Regions from separate parts of the Mus musculus genome. Here region 2 is linked to region 1. Evidence: chromatin contacts called from public Hi-C data. All regions are on one chromosome and are shown on one strand. The core of a region is the stretch at or near the end of the contact, and the rest is flanking DNA. Distances in the headings are between cores, read along the strand shown. Region 1 overlaps Gm27162 (predicted gene 27162). Region 2 has its middle 22 kb from the start of Gm3331.

The links. Hi-C and Micro-C count contacts between places; a contact is called where the count stands out from the background.
Region 2: a Hi-C map of liver shows a contact between it and region 1, with 2.4 times the contacts expected there. The contact joins two enhancer-like sites. A contact is called at or near these places in 6 of 484 Hi-C or Micro-C datasets (CD8 T cells, liver, nephron progenitors and 1 more) and 7 of 115 datasets of contacts at active chromatin or transcription factors (CD8 T cells, cardiomyocytes, double positive thymocytes and 4 more).

The regions. Positions count from the first base shown.
Region 1 is chr9:32,903,517-32,909,066 of GRCm38.p6, forward strand. It overlaps Gm27162 (predicted gene 27162), which reads right to left. Exons shown (of 4, transcript NR_131058.1): 4 at 553-3,526. Among named protein-coding and RNA genes, the nearest start is that of Gm27162, 23 kb to the right of the region's middle. Within about 2 kb of position 3,080, at least 56 of the 459 cell types and tissues checked have an H3K27ac peak or open chromatin away from gene starts, as enhancers often do. A contact at or near this core is called in liver, where this site is marked.
Region 2 is chr9:32,759,122-32,763,927 of GRCm38.p6, forward strand. No RefSeq gene overlaps it. Among named protein-coding and RNA genes, the nearest start is that of Gm3331, 22 kb to the right of the region's middle. Within about 2 kb of position 1,825, at least 6 of the 459 cell types and tissues checked have an H3K27ac peak or open chromatin away from gene starts, as enhancers often do. A contact at or near this core is called in liver, where this site is marked.

The DNA.
Region 1 (5,550 bases), core at 1,830-4,329:
TTGTCGATACTAAAAATTTTGCAGGTAGACACCTATTTGATTAAAGGATAAACAATTTCACTTCAAAAAGGCAACATTGTTGGACGTTGTGCACCTAGGATTGGTTAAGAAATGTTCATTGACTCTCTTGATTCCCTCTCATACGTCATATATCATTAGCAGTGTTTTCTATGTGCTAAATCTTTTAATCCTTGCATTGAACTCATGACTTCAATGCTTTTATTGTTTGGATTTTATTACTTAGTAACCTGAGACACAGAATGTGAAGCAAGTTTCCCAAGAGTCACAGTCACAAAACTAGTTGAGAAATCGGGAACTGAACCTGAGATCTGTGCAAGGCTCTGCTTTCAAGCTCAGTTGTCACTGTGACCGAATACAGCAGTTGTGTCCAAGTTAAATGGCCCTGCACTGAATTGTTTGTGTTCCCATATTTTCTTCAAGAGGGTTCCTTCAGTGTAATCCAAAACTACATCTTAACTGAAAAGAAAGTTGTGAAAGTAAATAGTTGTGTTTGCTTACAATCCAAAAGTCCTATTCAATACTCATTCATGTAGTAAATATTTATTAAGGATATCCTGGAAGCAGAGACAAAAGACTTAATCCTAAAAGGCTGACAGACACAGGCATACCAATCAAGGATATGTTGACTATTTCTGGAAACTTAAAGGGATTTGTGCAAGATTGATACACTTCTCTTTAGACATGCAAACAATGGCTAGGAAACATGGGGAGATATTTGGAAGTAACTTAGGAACCAAGGTCACATATATTGAGGGTTTAAAATACAAATGTTATCTTAACTGGGGGAATGTGTTAAGTGGTAAGAACACTTGCTGCTCTTACAGGGGACCAAGGTTCAGTTCCCAACACCCATACAGTGGTTTACAATCAGATGCAATTCTAGTTCCCAAAGATCTGATGCCTTCTTCAGACCTCCGTAAGTCCCAAGCAACCACATGGTGCACATAAATACATATATGCAAATAATCATACACGTAAAATGCAATGGAAGAACTCTCTGAAAAGTAGGATAGCAACAGAAATTATAGTAGCTTGGGTACCCTTAGTAAATAGAGAGAAAGGACTAATTTTGCTTATCAACCTGCCACATTATGGAAGAGGAAATCCCAGTTGAAGAATTGTCTCCATCTGATTGCCTATGTGCATGTCTGTGGAAGATTTTCTTGCTTGTTAATTGATGCAGGAGAGCTCAGACCGCTGCAGGAAGTACCATTCCTTGGCAGGTAGGTCTGGGCTGTATTAGAAAGTTTGATGAACAAGAGCAAGAGAACAAGCCAGTAAGCAGCATTCCTCCATGGCTTCTGATTTTGTTTGTGCTTCCAGGCTCCTGCTTTGAGCTTCCTTCAATGGCAGGCTGTAACTTGCAAGATGAAATAAATGTCTTTCTTCCCTATGGTGCATTTGATCATGGTTTTATTACAAGATCAAAAAAAAAACAAACTAGGACCAATGGAATCCATTCTATCTAGGAGCTGTAACAAGTTTATGAAGGAACTATTTACAGAATGTGTTGTGGCTTTAATACATATAATAGGGACGACAAAAGAATTGGGAACATTAGCAGGAGGATCCTTTAAAACTTCCAGGCTGGTGGCCATCAGGAAGTGATGCTTACTAAAAACCCAGACAAAGAGCAGTGTTTGAAGGAGGAGCTGGCCTTGTGGGCAGGACTCAGTCATAGTCACCCTACAGGGAAGAAATAAGGTAAAACTAACAACATACTCTTGTCTCCCCTTAACCTCCTGCTAAATCAGCTAGCAGGCAGAGAGGAGGGAGCTCGGTAGTTCATGCTCCCAAGCTCATTCTCCTTGGGCATGAGTATGGGTGGGAAAAAAATTAGTCATGAGGGGCATAGAGGAGATATGTCAGTAACAGGATTTGCGTATGCTCCTAAGAGGACCTAGAAGCTGCCATGACTCTCGGGTTTGGGCATGGGACCAAGTCTTGAGGAAAGGAATATAAGACAATATATAGAATGTCAGAACAATGTATTTTGTTGATTATGGAATCTGTTTTTGAAGTATGTATAAGCAAGTCATGTCTGACTTCTAGAAGGGATATATATATATATATATATATATATATATATATATATATATATATATATATATATATATATATATATATATATATATATATCTTGTTTCTCTGAGACAACTAAGCCAGTTGTTCCAGTTTGTGTAGGTGGGACATGAAGCCATGTTAGCAGATGAGGTTAGGAGGGCAATGGGACAATTTGAAAAGATGATCAATGTTCTTCTCCAGTTTGTTATAGATAACAAAGAAATCATCATTACCCTGAAGAAGTAGCTTTGGGGATCCAATTTCCGCTAAGCTCTGTCTTTTCCTGTATGCCAGGAGTCTTGTTATATATCTCTATCTCTATCTCTATCTCTATCTCTATCTCTATCTCTATCTCTATCTCTATCTCTATCTCTATCTCTATCTCTATCTCTATCTATCTCTATCTCCTATATCTATATCTATTTAATAAGGGGGTCTCTGGGCTCCTGCAGTCAAGTTATTGATGCCTGGTGAGTAGATTTTACAGCTTGAAAGTTACACATCTGAGCTGTTCTGCCGGGCTTCAGAATCGAACCTCTGCCAGTGACCTTTTGTCTTAAAGCTTCCTTACCTTTCTGGGATCCAGTTCTTTGGCCATGCCCTACCTCACAGGGTGTTTTTAAGAATAAATGAGATAATGTCTATGAACCCCCTGGAGAGGAAGCATTGCTCGAGATAAGCTCACCCTCTGGTATTTTTAGCTGAAGAGTGTTGGTTGTCCAGGATATGCCATTTAGCAATTCCTGGAGCCTTGAAAAGGAAACAGAAAGGATGGCTGGGGGCAGGGAATTGGTATACTCAACAATATTGTTTTTTCGAGAAATCCCTCCTGCCCCAAGTGTTAGAATATACGTCAAAGGAAACAAACACCATTTGTAGATAATACAGGAAGATGACAGGTTTGCTTGCTTGCAACTGTGACGACGTGAGGCTAGTGGGCTCTGTCTTGACTGCTCTTTCACTCTTCAAGGGCAGAGGTCCACGGGACAACTACTCCACTGATAATGAAACAACCCTAAAGCGACTCTTGCTTCTGTAAAGAATGGCAGGAAACATCTTCACCACCCGTGACTTCTCCAGAAAGTAAAGGGTTTAAGGAGGGGGTGTACTTCCTGTCCTGATTCCAAATGTGGTTCTCAGTCTTTACAGAGGTAGGGGAACTAATATGCTGACCTAACACAAGCAAGCCTGCAGAACAACAATAGGGACCAGTGTGCCCTCCAATCCATATCTGCTTCATAAGCAAAAAGAGTTCCAAAAGGACTAACAGGAATTCGGCTTTGATAACTTGATTGGAGAAAATGTCTTACCCGAGTTCACCCAAGTGCTTCATCAATGTTCTTTGTTTCCATTCTGCAGTGTTAATCTCTCAACCTCATGGTACCTAGCTGAACAGGCTTCTCTGTGGGAAGTCAATAAGGCTTGTTTAATTCTCTCCAGGCTGAAAAATTAAGATTAGCATTTTATAAGCTCCACATAACTTTTCTTGAAGCTAGTATTTAGATATTATTGATGCATTTCCATACACAAGTCCTGGCAGATATCTAAGAGTGTATACTAATAGTCACATCTGGATTCAAATTCTGCCTCCACTGGAGGAGAAGCATAGCATTTGGGAACTACTTTAAACATTTCCAGTTCAGCTTCTTTATTTATAATTTGGAGAACCTGATGTCCACCATTGTATTGTTATGAAAATTCAATGATTTAGAGTAGACAAAAATTAAACAGCTGTGCTGTTCCACTCAGAAACTAAAACTGAGGGCTGGGGAGATGGGCCTAGTTGGTCAAGTGCTTGCTGTGCAAAAATAAGGACTAGAGTCCAACCTACCAGAACCCACCACGTAAGAACGCTGAACACAAGGTGCACTGCAGGAACCCCAGCAGTGATCTGGGGCTCTGTGTGCAGAGACAGGACTATCTGTTGGGCTTACTAGCAGCTATGACTAGCCAAATCGGTAAGTGCCAACCAAGCTCATCAGAAGTATCTGGTCTCAAATCAAAAGGAAAAACAAAACTAAAACAATGTACACACACATACAAATGTTAAAATAAAAAAGAAAAGTGACACACTGTCTAAGTATGACGGGATTCTTAAACTGCTTTGCTGTGAGCAGACAAGTTGATTCTGAGTGAGCTAAATTGGAAAAGACCAATTTGCCTCCATCTTGGTTACCATGTTAGTTCTAAACTCATAAAACTTGGGCATCAAGGCTCCATAAGGAGACACTGCTAATGACAGAATACATTTTGGCCAGCTTGTGCAGAAGTTCATGTCACAGTCCCCAAAAAGTCTCATGTTGAGGGTTCACCATTCTAGCACTTGCTTGAAAGTAAAGGACTGGAAGAAATGCAGTGGGAAGCTTCTAATCACGAGAAATCCTAACATCATAGCTTAACCAAGAACTCATTTCTTTCAGATTTTAAACAGGAAACTGGGAACTGATTCAATCAAGTGCAAGCCCTCACAGCCTGCTGAAGGTAGAGCCAGATAGAGCCTGACTCTCTTCATTCAAGGTGTCTGGACTTTAGCTAACCCTCCCTTTGAATTTTCAGTCTCCTCCATGCTTTCTTGCCTGAGCCTCATTCTTTTTTGAGTTCTTTCTCCCGAAAGGGTTAGTGAGTGAGGAAAATGCTCATAAAACACTTGCATCCTGACAGGACAACTGCATGTCTGACATGGGACTCTGTCTCTCAGTCATAAGGTTTGTGTCTGAATCAGGGCAAAGAGTGATGTCATGAAGAGCTATTGCTCTTGTTTCTTTATGTGTCTACCTCCTCTGGCCTATGTCCTCAGGTAGACCCCACTCCACTCAGGGAACACTGAGGATTGCAGCTGCTGTCACATGCGAGTGGTCATGCCACCAATCATACATCTCTGGCACCCTCTGGCCAAGAGGGAATTAGACAAAGTGACAGACTGAATTCCAAACAGGATTTTAAAAAGTGTCAATAGCATGAAACTTTTGCTTGCCCTGGGAGACGTCAATTATTCCTTGATAGTGGACACAAGTCTGCATCTGTAGTCAGGATACTCCTTGTGTCATTTACCTGAGTCTTTGATTCTCTTCATGTTCTGAATATGGAGGAAATCTAGGTATTTTCTTCAATCTCAGGTTTGGACATTCAATTTGCATAAAGTTTCCTGAGTATTGGCTAGAAAAAAACTCTTACAGTGAAAAGGACAGTCTAGCTATTACCTCAGCGGGACGGCGATTATCTGAGTCTACCCTTCAGGAGAAGTCATAGATTTTATGAGGAACAGAGGGAATTATCAGCCAAGAGAGTGCAAAGGTTAAATGGATTTCATCATCTTCTTGCTAAAATGATAATTCTGGGGTCAGGTTTCATTTTGGTGATGAATGTCATATGGGAAGAGCCAGCAACTCGCTCGGCGTGCTCAGGGGTTGTCTGGAGAGGATGCTGAGAGAAACAATATGCTGGAAGAGAAGGGAGAATGATAAC
Region 2 (4,806 bases), core at 575-3,074, 150 kb before region 1:
GAGAAGGTGGGCATGCACAGACTTCACATGCTTTCAGAAGGTAACAAGTAAGATGTGCCAAGTGGTTTGAATCCTTGTAGCCATGAAATTATATCCAATTCCCCAAACTTCTGACCATGCTTCCATCTCTGAGCTGATAAGCGGATACGTGCGGATCAGTTTTCTGTAGCTATCAGAACATAACTGAGGTAAGTAGCAGAGAAAAGCATTTTCTTTGGCACAGAGTTTTGGAGCCCAAAGTCCAAACTTAGTGGCCCTATGTATATGACCTCTGTTGAGGACCTGATGGTGGGGGCATGGTGTTGGGTGGGTGTAGACAGAGACCTTCCCTGATGAGATAGGGAGCCACAGCGATTAGGGGTCAGGCTTGGTATTTTTATAATAACTCTCAAGAGAACTAAGCCGTTTTCAAAACCAGCATGAATCCCCTTTGAGGTCATGTCCTGTCCTAACCACTTTCCACCAGCCTCCATCTATCTCCAAGAGGCTGCACCAGCACACTGGGATGTTAGGTTCAAATCATATCCACACCATGACAAAGCTTTTCAACATAGTGGACTGTAATTCTTTTAACCTAAAGAGAGATTGTGGTCTGTGTTTGGGGGGAAATGAGGGAGAGACCATGGAAGATAGTGGTAACAAAACAACATTCCTTCTCTGAGATGATTCGATTGTCCTTCAGAGTATGGAACCCACTTACATGGCCCAAATGAGTAACCTCCTGACATATGCCATGACACTGAATAAGCTCTCTCCTGGATGAATAAGACTCTATTTCATCCCCAGTGGGCCAGCCCCATTCATTCATTTACATGTTTGCCTGTTCCCTGTAGAATGTGAGTCTGCAGCTCTTACATATATCTCTCCTTAGTTCATGTTTATTTAACATGAAGCTTATTGGAGTCAAGAAACGCTAGTGGAAGGGAGTACAAAAGGTCACCGGGCTCGCCAGAGAGCCATCTGACTTGTAACCCCTTGTTTCTTCCATGTGCTTGCCCTAGGACTTGAAAGACTTCCTTTGAGGACACAGGGTGGTGGCTCACCCTCTGTGGGATCCATAATCCTGGTACTAAGAGGTACACTTCATCCTCTAAACATGGAAAGGGAACAAAGTCTCCTTTTAAGCAAGGATGCTTTTCAACTGTCAAAATCCTCTGTGACCTCTCCTTTTTGGTAGAGTTCGCGCTGGAGGTGGTTGGTAATGTGGTCTGCTTCTACAGAGGCTCTTCTCTGTCTCAGATTGGGAGGATCCTTCTGACGCACCTGGGAGCTGCCTCTAGGACCAACCCTAGCCACTTGGTACCTATCCCATATTGGCTGAATTTACTGTTAGCTGCAAACCACCCAAAGGGATCCCTCCATGCTATAAAACCCCACCTGGTCCTAAAAGCAATGAAAAACAAGACCAAAACCATTCTATGGTACCTGTTGTAATAAGGCAATCATTCCAGGGGTCTAATTATAGCAGGCGTTGATGCACTGGAGAAAAATCCCAAGGATAAATTTGGGTCACACCCATACGTTGAGAGCTTAGAACTCAGGGGATAAAGTGGACCTGTCCTCTGCCTTTGGGCCAATGCCATTTCCTGTTTTACTTTATGTCCCAGCCCCCTCCTATGTTTCCATTTTCCTGACAAATATGTCTGTCCTGGGAAAGCCACTCTTCAATGGCCTGGCATATCTCTATGTGCTGACGTCCAAAATAACGATAGCAATGAACATCTGCCCACAGCAACAAGAGGAAATCTACAATGGCCAGGTCTTGTGACACGCTCCCAATTCCCAAAGCCTGCAGGGAGTTTACAGACCTGTCTAATCTCTCCTCTCTGTCACTCAGGCTCTGATACGCCTAGCCACAGCACTGCACAGGGAACTTTGATGTTGAGTTGACTCTGGTCACTCCCTGTGATAAGACATAAAGAGTCTAGGAAACTTTCAGCAGCCACTTGTGGTAATTACTAAGGTCAGAGATGGCCAGTGTCTTCTCTATGTTGTCTGCTTGACACACTATCAGTTGAAGCCATTGCACCTGAGCTATTCTATAGCAGGCAATTGTAACATTTGTGTAGGCAAATGTGAAACTACAGCTTATTCTTTGAGATCCGTTCCCAAGGTGTACCTGCAAATAACAAGAGAGCATTGACACTTGAAAAACTGACACCGGTCTTCAGACGGCCAGACCACCAGTGGTAACAATTAGTAGCTTGGTCTGAGATTGCTTTGTCAACTCAAGACTCCTCCAAACTATGGAAGAGAGATGGCAATAGGGACTTTCTATGTACTTTGGGAATTTTGTGCACTGTTCATAAGAAATGGTAGCTGGCCTCACAGATCTCTGAGACAGAAAGTTCAAGACCTAATTCAGAGATGGGGGTGTTGCTCAGTGATGAGTGAGCACTTATCTACTGTACACAAGGTCCCAACGATGTGAAGAAAGGGAGGAAGGAAGGAAGGAAACAACACAGCCCAACCCCAACCCCATCCCTAACAATTGAGAGCCTGTCTCTCTTCCAAGCTACATTTTAGGTCAGTCTTGTTCCATAATTTCTGACTTCCCTGTCAATAGAAGATTCACAAAGTCGCAATACACAAAGAAATGTGGTCCTTTAATTGGAGACATATACACACATCTGTATGTATTTTGTATATGAGTATTATTTGCATCTTAAGTAGATAAGATGATAGACAATGACGGGTGTTTGGAGTGGCAGATATGTGTGCATGTATCTGCTTTCTCCAAAGCCAAGTTTTCAGAACAGTAAAGTATATCCGTGCCCTGGTGCCCAAGGAATTTAAAGCCCCTTTTATGCCCCATCACAGAGCCCTGGAGGAGGGTTCGAGTGTGCCACCGGCATGATACTGGCAGCACATGTTCATTGCTTTAGGAACCTGTGTGTTTAGCCTACTTGAAATTCCACATCAGAACTCTGACTACAGATTCCAAAGAGTCTTCCCTCTGCTGCTGTATGTGATGATCCAAATCCTGAAGCCCAGACAACAAAGACAAGAATTAAAAACAAGGGGGAACACATAACTGAGGGAATCTGGGAGCATTCCAGTTTCCTCAAATCATTCTGTCTGGGTCTTGCTGGCAGCTCCTTTCTCCTCTATATTGAGTTGAAAGGTCTCTTTGGGAAACACAACAGTGTTTCAGGGGTGTCCAATCTACAATTTCATCACAACCATTTTGTCTACAAATGTCATGGTCAATCCTGTTATAAAGAAACCAAACAAACAAAAATCAAATTACAAAATAATCACCCCCAATCTTACAATGTTTTAAACTTATAATTTTTGGAATGGGACACCTTCATAGTTATTGTATAGTACATTTGGACTGTGGACAGTAGGTTAGACACTCCTAGAAGAGTGATAGCCAAGAGTCAAAATGTCAGAAGTCTGATTCTACAGTTTTAGAATCCAAATCACCTTAAGTTGACATTATACAATCCCTTCAGCTAGGCAGTCATGATTTCACAGGGCAGTGGAGGGTACATGACTTGTGTCCTCCAACTATCATCCATTGGTGACAGAACTGGTACAAGAATGCGAATCCTATTTTACTCCAAGTCCTCCCACATTCTTCTTCTCTACTTGGATTATTCTCATCCAATTTCCAGGTAATGCACCCGGCTTAAGCTCATTTCTAGAGGATTCGCTGTTAGTCCTCATTATTATTTGTATTAGCTGTGATGGATTCAATACCCTGCTAAATGCTGAGGTCACCTAAGGAATGGATGAGAATCCCTCTCCAGTGAGATTGACACTGGCTTGATACCAAGAACAAGAACCTGAAGAGGTCTGTGGTCTGAATGGGTGAGGATGAAGCCAGCCAGGTGGGAATGGGAGAGGTTGAGGTACAGAGAAAACGTGCAACCTGCGAGAGAAACCATAACTCAGAAGGACAGAGCAGAAGCTGCAGAAGCAGAGGCTGGGGTGGGGTCACAAGAGATGGGCGGGAGGTGACCCTGTATGGTGGGCCCTGTGAAGCACAAGGTAGAGTCTTGGCACTCTTCCTACTGACTTAGCCACAGCTCCTGCGTTGTGCTTAGAAAGGTCACCCTGTCTCTACATGGCAGATCAGAGGGGACAGGTTGGAGGAAGGAGAGGAGTTGGAACCCGAGTTAGCTCATCTGAAGAGAGGTGGGCACAACCAGAAAGCCACTGAGGTTGTGGGATGCATGCCCTGGTGATGGGCACCAAGGTAGGACTCTATCCCTGCAAGGTGGACTCTACTTAAAGACACCAGTATCATCCTTCTCCTTGGGTACCAGTATCATCAGGATAAGGATTTTAGATCTGTAAAGAACAGTAGAGGTAAGGTCCAGTCTTATCATCACATCCTAAGAGTTAAGGCAATTTCAGTCACATTGCTTGACTGGCTTAAAAATCACGCTGTCAGTCTAACAAAGGTTAAAAACTTGAATCTTTAAGTGTACCCAATAAAGAATCAATCCAGAATGGACTGTTTCTTCTCACCATAAGGGCACTATAAACCCTCACCAGCCCTGGTGCCTCCTCTACCCAGGCTGTAATTGGAAGAATAGGAGAAGGCTGATATTCCTCTCTCAGCTTCAGTTTCTGCTCCTCCAGCCATACAGAGAGCTGCCCAGCTATGTTTGGCAAGTGAACCCGAGCACATTCCCAGAATCCCTCTTGGGGCATAAGGAAGAGCAGGAGTCTGTTGTATCTTCCCTCCAAAAGGATCCTCCATCTCTGTACATAGCCTCGCAGTGCACCTTCTGAGCTAATAGCCTACTGCTTTTAAAGACTCTGTACTATTCTAGTCCCTGGCGATTTCTCCTT